2 separate regions of the Zea mays genome follow, and region 1 is linked to region 2. The links are chromatin contacts, called in public Hi-C maps. All regions are on one chromosome and are shown on one strand. Each heading gives the region's core, a stretch centred on a gene start, on an enhancer-like site or on the middle of the called end of the contact. The rest is flanking DNA. Distances are from core to core; before and after follow the strand shown. Region 1 holds the start of LOC100280351. Region 2 holds the start of LOC100275784.

The links. Hi-C and Micro-C count contacts between places; a contact is called where the count stands out from the background.
Region 1: a contact with region 2 is called in a Hi-C map of ear, with 2.7 times the contacts expected there. The contact joins the promoter of LOC100280351 here to the promoter of LOC100275784 in region 2. A contact is called at or near these places in 7 of 25 Hi-C or Micro-C datasets (ear, endosperm, leaf and 2 more) and 1 of 3 datasets of contacts at active chromatin or transcription factors (leaf).

Annotation. Positions count from the first base shown.
Region 1 is chr5:92,429,064-92,435,253 of Zm-B73-REFERENCE-NAM-5.0, forward strand. It overlaps LOC100280351, which reads left to right and starts at 1,891. Exons shown (of 9, transcript NM_001153277.1): 1 at 1,891-2,128; 2 at 2,314-2,537; 3 at 3,526-4,137; 4 at 5,267-5,657; 5 at 5,803-5,910. The coding sequence starts at 3,962.
Region 2 is chr5:92,220,551-92,227,136 of Zm-B73-REFERENCE-NAM-5.0, forward strand. LOC100275784 reads left to right here and starts at 3,800. Exons shown (of 2, transcript NM_001374083.1): 1 at 3,800-4,531; 2 at 4,724-5,193. The coding sequence starts at 3,878. The coding sequence ends at 4,516.

The DNA of each region.
Region 1 (6,190 bases), core at 641-3,140, 210 kb after region 2:
GTCAATTGTGCTATAATTTGTCACCTAAATACATGAGGATTTAGTTTATATACTAATGCATATTAGGCTCGTCCCATATTTGTCAAATATGGAATAAATACGGGTTCAATCCGGAAAAAACGGGATCCCGCAAAAACGGACGGAATAAGCCTTCACCCGTTTCCGTCCCGTTTCCATATTTTTCCGTAAATACGGAAATGTCGGGTCAAATATAGAAAACGGTACAGGTCGAAACGGAATTTTTTCCGTGTTTTTAACCCTAGCCTCTAGGGAGCCCGCGCGCGGCCGCCGGCCCCCGCATTAATAATAGCACACTGGGGAGAGCGCGCGCGGCCCATTCCGATCCCGATCACGGCACGGCAGAGCGGGGGCGGGCCGCGGGTGCGGCAGCCTTTGTTGAACGACCTGCCTGCCGGTCTCGCTCGCTTTGCTGTTCCACAGTTCCATTCCACGACGCGGGTTTGGCAGATGGCCGTTGGACACATGTGCTGCGCTAGCGCTCTGCTACTACTAGCGAGCTAGTACATTCACGCGGGGGGGCGGGATCGGGAAAGGGGCATGCGCATGCATACGGCGGGGACGGTACAGGCGTCGTTGTCGCTACGGCTCGTACTCGTACCGCGCCGCGCGCGGTGCCCACGCCACCACTGCACTGCCCCCGTCTCGGTTTCCCGGGCGTAGGCTCCGATCCGGCCGTGCTGCTCTGCAGCTGCAGGCTGCGGGGGCCGGTGTGAGCACGACAAGACATGGTCGGCTCACATGCGAGGCCGTGCGTGGCCGGCCGCATATGCATGCGTGGTCTGAGTGACTCTGGCATACTGTAATAGCGTGCAGCAATAATACATACAGGTCCGTACGCTACGCTACGTACGCGCGGTCCGCCCGAGCTAGCACTGTGTAGTGTACACGGCCCGCAGGCGACGATCGACGAACGATATACGTGCGTACGATCGACACGCGGGGGCGATGGCGGCTCCTCCCTCGCCCGATCCACGCCACCGGTCCTTTTCCCTTTCATTCAAGGCCAGACATCGCAAGTGCACGCCATATGCGCGCGCGCGCGCGGCTAGGGAGCCTACCAGTCAGTACCACCGTCGGCAGGCACGCGCGCGATCCAGCAGCCAACTGCCCGCCCGGCTGCGGCAAACAACCAATCGGCCAGCAACGCGCCCAACCAGTCGGACAGACGGCGCTGCTAGCTGATCCTGACCCCTGACACCGGTGGCCTCCACAGTTCCACTTCCACCGGTCTTGGTCACAAACGGCATGGCGAGCCATGCATGCTCCGGCAGTCGTCCGTCCCTCCACTCCATGGCGCTCTGCTTTCCCGACGACCGACCGCCCCGCCGACCACGTCGTCGTCGATCGAGCTGCAACCACCGCGTGCGTGCGTGCGTACGTTGCCGGACAAGGAAGGACGGACGGACGCGGCACCGCCCGCCGGCCCATAATATAGCTTGCCAGTTGCCATTCGCCAACTAACCGCGCCATCATGGCTGCGCTGCACACGTCGGTTTCTCTTTCTCTACGCGTGTAGTATACCGGCTACACCCAGCAGCAACGAGCGTTTGACTTGCGCTGCGACTGCGACCCGGCCGGCCCTCATTACCTCAACGGCTAACGACCATGATGATGAACAAGCATCCTCCTGCCACTGTCGTGTGCTTCTCTCTATCTAACCATCGTTAGGACGACGGCTGCTGCCGATCGATTAATGGCAGAGAAATTCCGCGGTGCAGGATGTCCGTCGCCGGCCGCCTTTAAAGAGATTTTTTTTGCTCTGCGACTGCGAGCCGGCCCCGCTGGCTGTCTTTGTTTTGGCCACCGCCACCTTCCTCTGCTCATAAGTAGAGGCGAGCGTGGCGTCAGGCCGGGAGCGCGCGGACGAGACGAGAGGCGAAGAGAGCAGCCCAAACACGACTACTGCATTACACACACACACAGGATAGGAGTACGTGTCTGCTTCTCTCTCCCCGCTGGCCTCCTCCTCCAGTACTTCAGACAGTGCACCGTGCTGCGGCCTCTTTCATCCCTCAAGGCCGGCCGCCCCCAGAACCAGAGTCGGAGCGAATCCATGGCTCCTCCGCCCCTCTCCTCCTGGCCATGGGCAAGCCTCGGCCAGTACAAGGCAACGACGACTGACCCTTCCTTCTTCCTCCTTCCCTTTCTGTGCATATGCATCCCTTCATGCGTGCGTGTCCACCATATACACACGTACGCGCATACGTGAATCTATATTTGCAGTCGATCGGTCCTGTTTCTTTAATACAATTACATGATACTTCTTTGACATGTCTGGACACATGCATGCAGTACGTGCTGCTGGGGCCTCTGGTGTGGAAGGTGCTGCAAGAATGGCGGGAGCAGGCGGGCCTGCCGCTCGGCTCCTGGTGGCTGCACCTGTTGCTGCTGTTCGCGGCGCGCGGCCTCACCTACCAATTCTGGTTCAGCTACGGCAACATGCTCTTCTTCACCCGCCGCCGCCGCGTCGTCGCCGACGGCGTCGACTTCCGCCAGATCGACGCCGAGTGGGACTGGTGAGTTAGTCGTAGCGTGTAGACTGCACCCGTTTAGTTACCTTCTTCGGTCTCTGGCTAGTTGCATCTGCATGGGCATCTTCCGTCTTTGCGGCACCGAACAGAAACAGCTTCGGAGTCTGGGAGTCATTCAAAATGCGTGTGGATGGAAACGAGTGCTGATGATGTACTACTACCTTGCAAGAGTAGCCTAGGCTTCTACGACTACGAGTAAGCTACAGGGCCGGTTCAATTTTTTATGGGGAGTTTTTGTAGGATCTGGCTGTAGAAAAGATCAGACTGCAAAGAGAATATGAGTGTCGTGCAGATATAGAAAAAAAATCGGACTTAGAGAGAAACCGAGTGCGGTGAGGATTACGTGTAGAGGAAGATAAAATTATATAGAGTTTTAAAAGTAGAAAGTGATAGTTTTATATTATTACAATGAATCTACACATTCTATATTTATATTGATTTTGTATGATTTTTTGATTAAAGTGGTTATTATAAAAATAGGCTAAAAAGTTGGACGCTAAGATGCCTTCACCAACTTCTAATAGCAAAGCTGGAAAAAACCTAAAACGAAAAAGGGCCATAGGCTGTACCAGTTGAGCTAGTTGCTTCCACGACTCTAGCATCTACTCCTGCCACTATATTCCTAGTATTCCATTTGATTTTTCGGAGCCGTCGATGCTAGGAGTTTGAATTGAAGGCCCCGAAACATACTTTTCCTTTTTTCTATATATATAAGTGTACATTCTTTGTCCGTTTTCATCTCACCACATTTATGTAAAAGAAAGGATTAATTACTGTAGGAGTACTTGCTCTGTAACCAAGCTGTCCGCGCGTCAATAACAAAAGCACAGTAGCCTGCATATCATTGGCCGCTGTAATTCCTCATGCAGAGTGGCACAGTAGTAACTCGGTAATTATTACTACTCCGGAGTTCCGGAGGCTTGTGACATGTCAGTGACTGTGGCCCTCCTGTCCTGCCCCCTCCACCACGCAGGGACAACTTTCTCGTGCTGCAAACGCTGATTGGGGCCACGGTGGTCAACAGCCCACTGCTCCCGGGCCTGCGGCAGCTCTGCCTGTGGGACCCGCGCGGGTGGGCCGTCGCCCTGCTGCTGCATGTGGGCTTCTCAGAGCCGGTCTTCTACCTGGCCCACCGGGCCCTCCACAGGGCCCCGCTCTTCGCCCGCTACCACGCCGCGCACCACTCCTCGGGCGTCACCCAGCCGCTGACAGGTGCCGGATCTTCTGCGCCCTTCCGCACGCCGACCACTCATTGCGGCATCATTTCTGCTCCCTTCGCTCTCGCCATTATGACGAACAGAGTACAGTAGTATAGTAATGAGCGTGTTTTTTTTTGCTCGTTTCCATTGCTTGCATTTGTTGCAGCCGGGTTCGGGACGCCGCTGGAGGTCCTGCTGCTGACTCTGGTGATGGGGGCCCCGCTGGCAGGGGCCTTCCTGGTGGGGGCCGGCTCCATAGGCCTGGTCTACGTGCACGCCCTCGCCTTCGACTACCTGCGCGCCATGGGTTACAGCAACGTGGAGGTCGTGTCGCCCAGGGTCTTCGAGGCGTTCCCGCTGCTCAGATACATCCTCTACACGCCTTCGTGAGTACACTACAAAACAAAATGCTTAACAACAATATATATAGAGAGAGACTACTTGTCTACCTGCTTCCAAACAGAATATAATTTCAAGTATAGTTTAAATTAATAAATTTAAATTTTATTCATAAAAATATTATAAATTCAGTACCTCCGCGGGTGCAGTATCTGTTGTGAGAGTACAACACTGTATAATAGCTGCCCAAAGAGACAGAGAGCCGAGCAGTTTAATAATTGCACCATAAAATAGCATTCTATTAAGACTAAGGGGGACTGTTCAATTCGAATAAAGTCAGTTGTTCGGACTATTGCAGTTGTAATTTATAGAAACAAAACACTGTAAAAACAGCAGAGGCCAGTATAGATTAAAGCAAAGTGAATAGGTTGTAAATTACTTCTAAAAACGTTGACATAGACATAAAAACATCCTATTCGATGTTAATTGTTACTCCCTCTACTTCATTATATTATTCGTTTTGGCTTCCTACCACCTACAAGAAAAATTCTTTAAATACAGACATAAGTTAGGTCTAGATATATAAAACATGCTGTGAATCTAGAGACGTATAATGGGATACAAGGAGTAACAACGTAATAGCCCCTACTCCCACGGGTCTTGTTAATTTTTTCTTATGTTTAATTAGCATTAATTATATTTAAAAATAAATTTATTACTACAATAGTTTGAACTATCTATATAATAATTATAATTGCGTACTATAAATATTAACATTCTACTTATATATTTAATTGCATTTAAGTATGTGTGACTATTTGGTAAGAGAGAATGACAGTTAAAAAGGACATATGTACTAGTATGCATTGTGACACAACAGCAGTTAGGATTCTAGGAAAAGGTCCGAAACTGGTCGAGATCAATGAGGGGCCGCAATCGATAAAGATAAATATAATAATAGTAATAGAAGTGGGTACGGATTAAATGCGAACAAACATATGAAAAGGAATGGGAATGGTGGGAGGCTCGCAACTCGCAAGTGTCATGTCACTTAAATTCGCGGCAGCCATCATGCTTTCCCCAAGCCCAAGCTGTCACCATTGATTTTGCTCTGGCCACCAACCTGTTGGTGATTACTCCTACGTACAGTACCTCAACACTTGGAGTGCACCGCAGGTACCTGAGCCTGCACCACCGCGAGCGGTGTCGCAACTTCTGCCTGTTCATGCCGGCGCTGGACCTGGCGGGCGGGACGCTGGACGAGCGGGCGTGGGCGCTGCAGCGCGCGGCGTACGACGGGGGGCCGGGCGGCGGCGCGCTGGGGACGCCGGAGTTCGTGTTCCTGGCGCACGTGGTGGACATGATGTCGTCGATGCACGTGCCGTTCGCGCTCCGGTCGCTCAGCTCCACCCCGTTCGCCAACCACTTCATCCTGCTCCCGTTCTGGCCCGTCGCCTTCGGCTTCATGCTGCTCATGTGGTGCTGCTCCAAGACCTTCGTCGTCAGCTTCTACTACCTCCGCGGCCACCTCCACCAGACCTGGTCCGTGCCCCGCTACGGCTTCCAGGTAAATTAGTAGTTGCTCGATCGATCTGCGCGTTATTAGTCGCTAGCTTCGGTCGCTACGGCTTGCTTCCAGGCACCGTGGTTTTGAAATGGGCGTGCCCCCCCGGCTGGATCGATGTGATCGATGCGTGCGTGCATGCATGCAGTACTTCCTGCCGGCGGCGAAGAAGGGCATCAACCAGCAGATCGAGCTGGCCATCCTGCGGGCCGACAGGATGGGCGTCAAGGTGCTCAGCCTCGCCGCGCTCAACAAGGTCAGCTTCAGCTCGTCTATCTATCTGGCTAGCTCTCTTTATTGTTACAACTTAGGGCATGTACAACCTAAACACTGCTGCACGGTAGTCTAAGTATAAGACACAACTAAAACACAATATAATACAGTGGTCATGTCTAAAATATGTGTCTTACCATATTCATTGTACCAATCAAAGCATTCAATAAATTAAAGTGATCAATCAGCTAGTCTTCTCTCTCGAACATAGAGCTAAGATACTGTGTCTTTGTCAAGATACATGTCTTGAGTTTTTTTACATT
Region 2 (6,586 bases), core at 2,550-5,049:
CTTAGGATGCCCCTTACATGGTGTATAATATGTTTATAGTTCTTGGAGCCAAAGCTCGACTCTATTTGATGTAGGTGCTACATGCTCTTATGTATCCACCAAGTTTGCATGAGAGCATAGCATACCTATGACTCTTTGTAATGAGTCTATTGAGAAGTCTTAAGGAGGTCTCAAGGCGTGAGCATCATTACCGAGGAACACCCTTTTCTAGCCAATCTAATCTTGCTCCCCTTTGATGGCTTGAATGTGATTCCAGGGATGGACTAGTTCACCTAACATCAAGGAGTGATATCTTGCTCATCCAGATATGTGGAGATAACCCACTCGAGCGACCGAGTGTTATACTGCGTGCCAAATCATGAGAAGTCAGTTTATATGTTATGAGCCTTGGAGGCTAAGTCAATCAAGGATGTGCCTATAATATGTGAATACCTTGATGTATTTCTAAAAAATCTACCAAGGATGACACTTGATCGAGGCATCAAGTTTGTGTAACATGGGACCCATTGTAAAGAGGCCATATTGCATGTCGGTTAACAAAGTAGAAGACTAAAGAAATAACTTAAGGAGGTGTCTCACAAAGGGTACATCATGCCAAGTTCTTCACCCCAGGGCTCTCCTATTCTATTTGTAAAAAGGATGGCTACATGAGGATATGTGTGGATTATAGAAATACGAATGACATAACCATAAAGAACAAGTATCCTCTACCAAGGATAGATGACCTACTCGACCAGTTGAGGAATGACAAGTTCTTATCCATGATTGACTTCAGATTTGTATACCATTAGATGAAGATCTGACCTAAGCACATCCCGAACATCACATTTGTAACCATATATGGGAAGTATGAGTTCGTCGTTCGGACTCATCAATGTCTGGCCTACTTTATAAACATGACGAACAAGGTGTTCACGGATAATTTGGAAAAGTTTGTGATATTATTCATTGATGGCATACTAGTCTATTCCGCTACTAAAAAATTGCACGACCAACATCTAAGAGTATGTTGGAGAAGTTAAGGCAGAATCAACTATATGCCATGTCCAACGGCGACCTTCGACTGTGACCTACTAGTAGGAGCAAATCAATAACAGGAACATTATACAAGGCCATAATCAACATGCATGGGGACAAAAGGGCTAGCTGGATGGTCTAAATCTAGGAAAGGAAAACCAGAGGGTGGAGGGCTGGGAGCACATCAACTGTGTAGAGATTCACCAAAGAGGAAGAGATTTTGAATACAATTACTGAGATCTTGGTCGTAGTCAGACATCATATACCCCTTTCGATAGGTCGTATATTGATCCTACATGACACAATAGACCGTTCTCTACGCCAAAGTACGACACACGCTTCGTGCCATACCAACGTGGACCGGTTACAAGCCGTACCGGGCCAATTATGTACCATGACACGGGGCATCCGATGGACCAGGAGCCTTTTGGACAACTATACGTGTGCTGGGAGGCGCCATGTGCGTGATCCGAGTTTGGAGAGAAACCCATGTGGCCGTACGTCATGTGGGGTAAACCACCACGTCCCTCCGATCCCTCGCTAGCTGCTGCTTTCTCCGTCCACTACTGCATGCACGCTAGCTAGCTCTTGGCTGCCTGCTGCCTGCTCAAAAGACCTCCATTATATATTATCTCCATCCACTACTTGCGGAGCCACCACCACCATTATTACCATTCATACATGCCGCCGACGGCTACCAGATCAAATTAACGTACGATTCACGAAGCATGTTAATTTCCAGCCTTGTCATCCATGCATGCATGCAACTCGGCAAGCTAGACGTTGCTGTTGCTGTTGCTGGCAAATAACACACAGAGATCGCTAGCTGGAAATATATGCATGCGTGATTAGTGCTGAGAATTGGGCTGGTCCGGCGAGCCCATCTTGCTTCGTGCCAAATGGATTTGGACCAAGAAAGTCAAAAAAAACTTTTGGATCATGTTGTGCACTCGTGCTAGTCTGGAGTATAAAAACAGTGGTCCAGTCCGGTCCTACTCCTAAACTACGTCGTGCTTTCGTTGGACCCTGCCAACTAAGTCTAACCCATATATTTGACCATATAATAAAATTAAAATATTACAACCACATAAAATCTATAAATTACTAGATTAAAGATATTAAACAAGCATAGCATCATTTGACTACATAAAGTCTAAATATCATAACAATATAAAGTTATAGCTTACTTAATTAAAGAAATTAAACAACATGAGTTTTATTGGGTCGTGTCCGCCCAAGACCGGCCTATATGTGCGGCCCGTGCCGAGGGCTCGACGGAACGGAATTTGAGGCTTAGCCTAGGTCTATCTTCGGGTCGTGTTAGTCCGACATATATTATTTCATACTAGACCGTGCTTTATGTTTATGTGTTTTGGGGTGTGATCGTGCTGGTCTAGAAAGTCCTGCCCATATTCGTAGCAATATGGGTGATGCATGGAAATGGGAGCAGCTAGGGACGGCAGCATAGCACATAACATGCATGCCAACGAATCTACGTCGTCGTTCTCGCTAACTCGATCGCAAGGTCGTAGCGACGACGCTGCAGCATGTGCCGCCATGTGCGCCTTGCCTCCTCTTCTTCTCAGTCATGCTCATGGGGAGCCCGGCCGGGGCGGACCTCGCGCTCCCAGGCCTCTCCGTCGATCTCTTTTCCGATGCATGCATGCTGAATCGATCCCCTCACAAAAAATATGCATGGAGGATGGAAATCCCATTTTTTTCAAAGGATTTTTTATTTTCCCACGTAAAATTAGTTTATTTTTTCTTGAAAAAATAAGAATCCTTTGAAAAAAATAAAGTTACTAAACTAGCCCTAAACTTTGTAGTACGTGTGTACTGTATACGGACTCTACGTCTTTACACACATATATAGCATTCCTGCTGTTAAGCACAGTTGCATACCCCATGGCCCATATGACACATTTGACACGCAGAATTGTTTTTGTGCGATTCAACTTCAAAATACGCCATTTCTCAAATCTTAACTCTGGTTCAAGAATGCATGTTATTGAGAAAAAAAATATGACGAGAACAGAACGAGATCCATGCATGAAGCCCACACATTTTGTTGAAAATTTAAAAAAAATGCAAATTCGCTGCAATAAAGATCCTATCGCGACTTGTTTAGTATCTCTAGCTGCAGCGTCTGGTTTGCAAATCTACTCAATTGCAACCTAGCTAGTGTGTATGGTATTATTCACAGCTACAGTGCTTAAGGATTATTTGCCTTGCATTACTATTGTACTACGTCTGTACTTGTGATTGTACTTTGAGATGATCATGTGACATGTGAGGTACATATGCACACACATATATATACGGAGCATGCGTTAGAAAATTAATTCCATGGAATAACACAACGCAACAAGTACGTAGTACTATATACCTCGCGTGCTTTGGAGAGAGCCCTCGGCCACATGCTTGTTAATTCTGAGCTGGCAATTGTTACACACTGTGTTCTATACACAGCTAGCTAGCTACGTACCACACACTGTTAACTTCAACCTTGAAAACAAGACCTTTTTCAGCGCATGCAAATGTACAACAATAGACCATGTGCCATGACACGAAAAAAGCGACAAGAGATGCATGCATGCTAGCTTAGCTATATATCGATCCAGGACCACCAAATGTAACGATGGGAATGCATATGCATGCTAGCTCAGCACCACGTACATGCAGCATGCGACTCCCATTCCTCATGCATGGAGATCAGTTGTGTGTGTGTGTTATGTGTATATAGTCTGCTATAAATCTCAAGCACACCACACACGTATTCTCCGGTCCATCGCCTTCCTCCTACACGGCCTCGCTCGATCTTACTTGCTTTTCCAGCTCGATCACAGTAACCAACGACGCAATGCGAGGCCCCAACACCAAGGCCTTCCAGCAAGGCTTCGTCCTCAAGAACATGATCTCGAGTCTCCAAGCCTGCTGCAATATCTCATCCTCTGGCTCCGCGGGCGGCGCCACCGCCACGATGAGTCTCCAGCAGAGGAAGCGCGCCATCAAGGCGTCGGTCGACATCGCCATGGCGGCTTCTGCCCGCGGCGGTGGGGCGCGGTGGCCACAGGCCGTCTTGGCTCCAAGTTCGTCGTCGTCGTCGTCGCCGTCTGCTAGAACGCCGTCGCCGTCGTCGCCGGGGAAGAAGAAGAAGAACACGCGCGGCGTGTGCAAGAAGAAGGTCGTGAGGCGGTCGTGTCTCCACCACACGAGGACGCGGAGACGGAGGGATGGCAGCATTGCTGGTACCACGTCCTCGTCGCTTGCAAGGACGACGGCAGCGGCGGGAACGACGCTCGGTAGCTGCAGGGAGATCGCGCGGAGGCTGGTGAGGAAGAGGACCATGGTGCTCAGGAAGATGATTCCCGGAGGCGAGCTGCTCCATGATGAGATCTCGCTGCTTCATGAGGCTGTGGACTACGTTACTCACCTACACGCGCAAGTTGACGCTCTCAGGCGCATCTCGAACGCGGTGCAACGAGCGAGGTTGAGCTAGATCTTGTGTTACCAGGTTAGTTTTCTGGGTTTTTGCTTTGTTGTTTGTTGTTGCTGCAATGAACCTGATACTCGGGTGATGTATAATAGCCTTTAATTGTATTGTTAACGAATCATACTTTCAAGTTTCAACATCCATCTATATATATAAATGTACCTAACATGAAACTTTTTTTATGGGTTCTATCTGTTTTGTTTTGCCCCTCAGCATGCAGATGTTAGTACGTGCCCGGATAGAGGAATTGGAAGGGCAGTTCAATTTGCAGGAAAAGAACAATGGCTGATATATAGATTGTACTCGCTAGCAGTTTTCCCTCGGCATATGATGGAAGCTGATGCAACTCATGTGACCAGACCAGCATGTGGAAATGATGAAGAGTAGACAAAATATGTTGTAGTCTGCAGATAGGGTTAGAGGATTGTGATTGTGATTGTAACTTGTAATAAGGCAGAAACCAAAGAGACATACGCATATTCTTGTGTATGCTGATGGACAGGTAAAGCTTTTGCTGCAGTATTTCTCTAGATATTGCTAGCATTTAACTTGTTGTCAACTCAGGCAGAGGAGATACATATGCATATACTGCATAGGGGGTTCTAGCTAGTCTTGAATCATTGCAAGAATACATGTCTAAATGGATGGGCTGTGCTAGACCAGACATGGCTAGGCCCTACAAGAATTGGGCCATGTTGGAAAGGTCTAGATTGACCATTGGGACATGTTGTGTCGGTCCACAACTCATGGGTGAGACCCAATAATGGTCTACCAGGTTTGTGATCGTGACAGGCCCATGTCAGACTGACCTAGATTGGCCAACGGGTCATGCCGTGCTAGCCCACAGCCCATGAGCGAGGCTCAGGCATAGCCTATCAATCCACTAATCGTGTCAGGTCGGAATATAGCCCGACAAATCTCTATGGTAGTCTATGACGTTTAAATAACATAAATAAGCAAAAAGTATTTATAAGTAGGGGGTTTACACCATGGTTGCTGGCTTCAAAGCCACATTTACACCCACTTAGCTAACAAAACACACATATTTTTTGTTTTATAGTCTATACTCAAACATAATGTAGATATGTTTAACTAAAATGAAAAAAAATAAAACCAGGTCAAGCTCGATGTACCGCACTTAAGGTCCAAGCACGACACATTGATGGATTGGGCCGACACGAGCCAAGCAGCTAACGGAATGGGCCATGCTTGTGATGGGCTAAAACCATGTCGTGCCATGAGACGTTCGGCAGGCCGTACCCATTTATACATCTATACTTGCAAATGTACTTCAAATTTGATGGAAAAGGGTAAACAACTAGTCTACTACTTCCCTTGTCTTGTCTTTTAACCTTTATAAAATACTTTATTCAAACTTATACCCGTGTTTTCACCTAAAATTAAATAATAAAGAGTAAAACTGTATCAACGATCCACGAATTTGGCATGATGCGCTACTTGGGTCCCCGAACTTAGAAAACCAGCAAAACGGGTCCTCTAATTTAGTCGGTCCATACAAAATCGTTCAAATCAAGGTTTGCTCAAACCGAATGTCGATGTGGTGTGCCACGTTGGAGTCACTTGGGTCCTAAAACTTTGCATCTTTAGCCTTGCCCAAGCCCGGCATGGCCAAGTCCTCCCTTCCCTCCGACACGCCCAGGCCTAGCCCCCCTCCCCCCGTAGTCAAGCCAGGAATCCCCCTGTGTGCGTGCGTTGAGAGGTTGAATAAGGGTGTGGCCACACCAAGATCCCACCTCTTCGATCTTCTTTAGCTATGTCCACTGAGATCCCTATGTACATATGCATGGACCCGATCCACTATCAAAATGGCTCCATGTTGTAGTAGACTGACAGGAGTTCGGTGCACACCAGACCACTATTGTTCACGGTGCACTACACTACTATATAGAGCAGATTTCCCCACTTGACTCCAACGGCTATGTGGGGTGGTTGGGGCTATAAATACCCCCAACTAGCATTCAAGACACATAATAGCTACACCAAACATCCATACATTGATTGCAACATCTCCATCTCATTCAATTCCTCCCAAGTGCCACATTTAATGAAATTAAG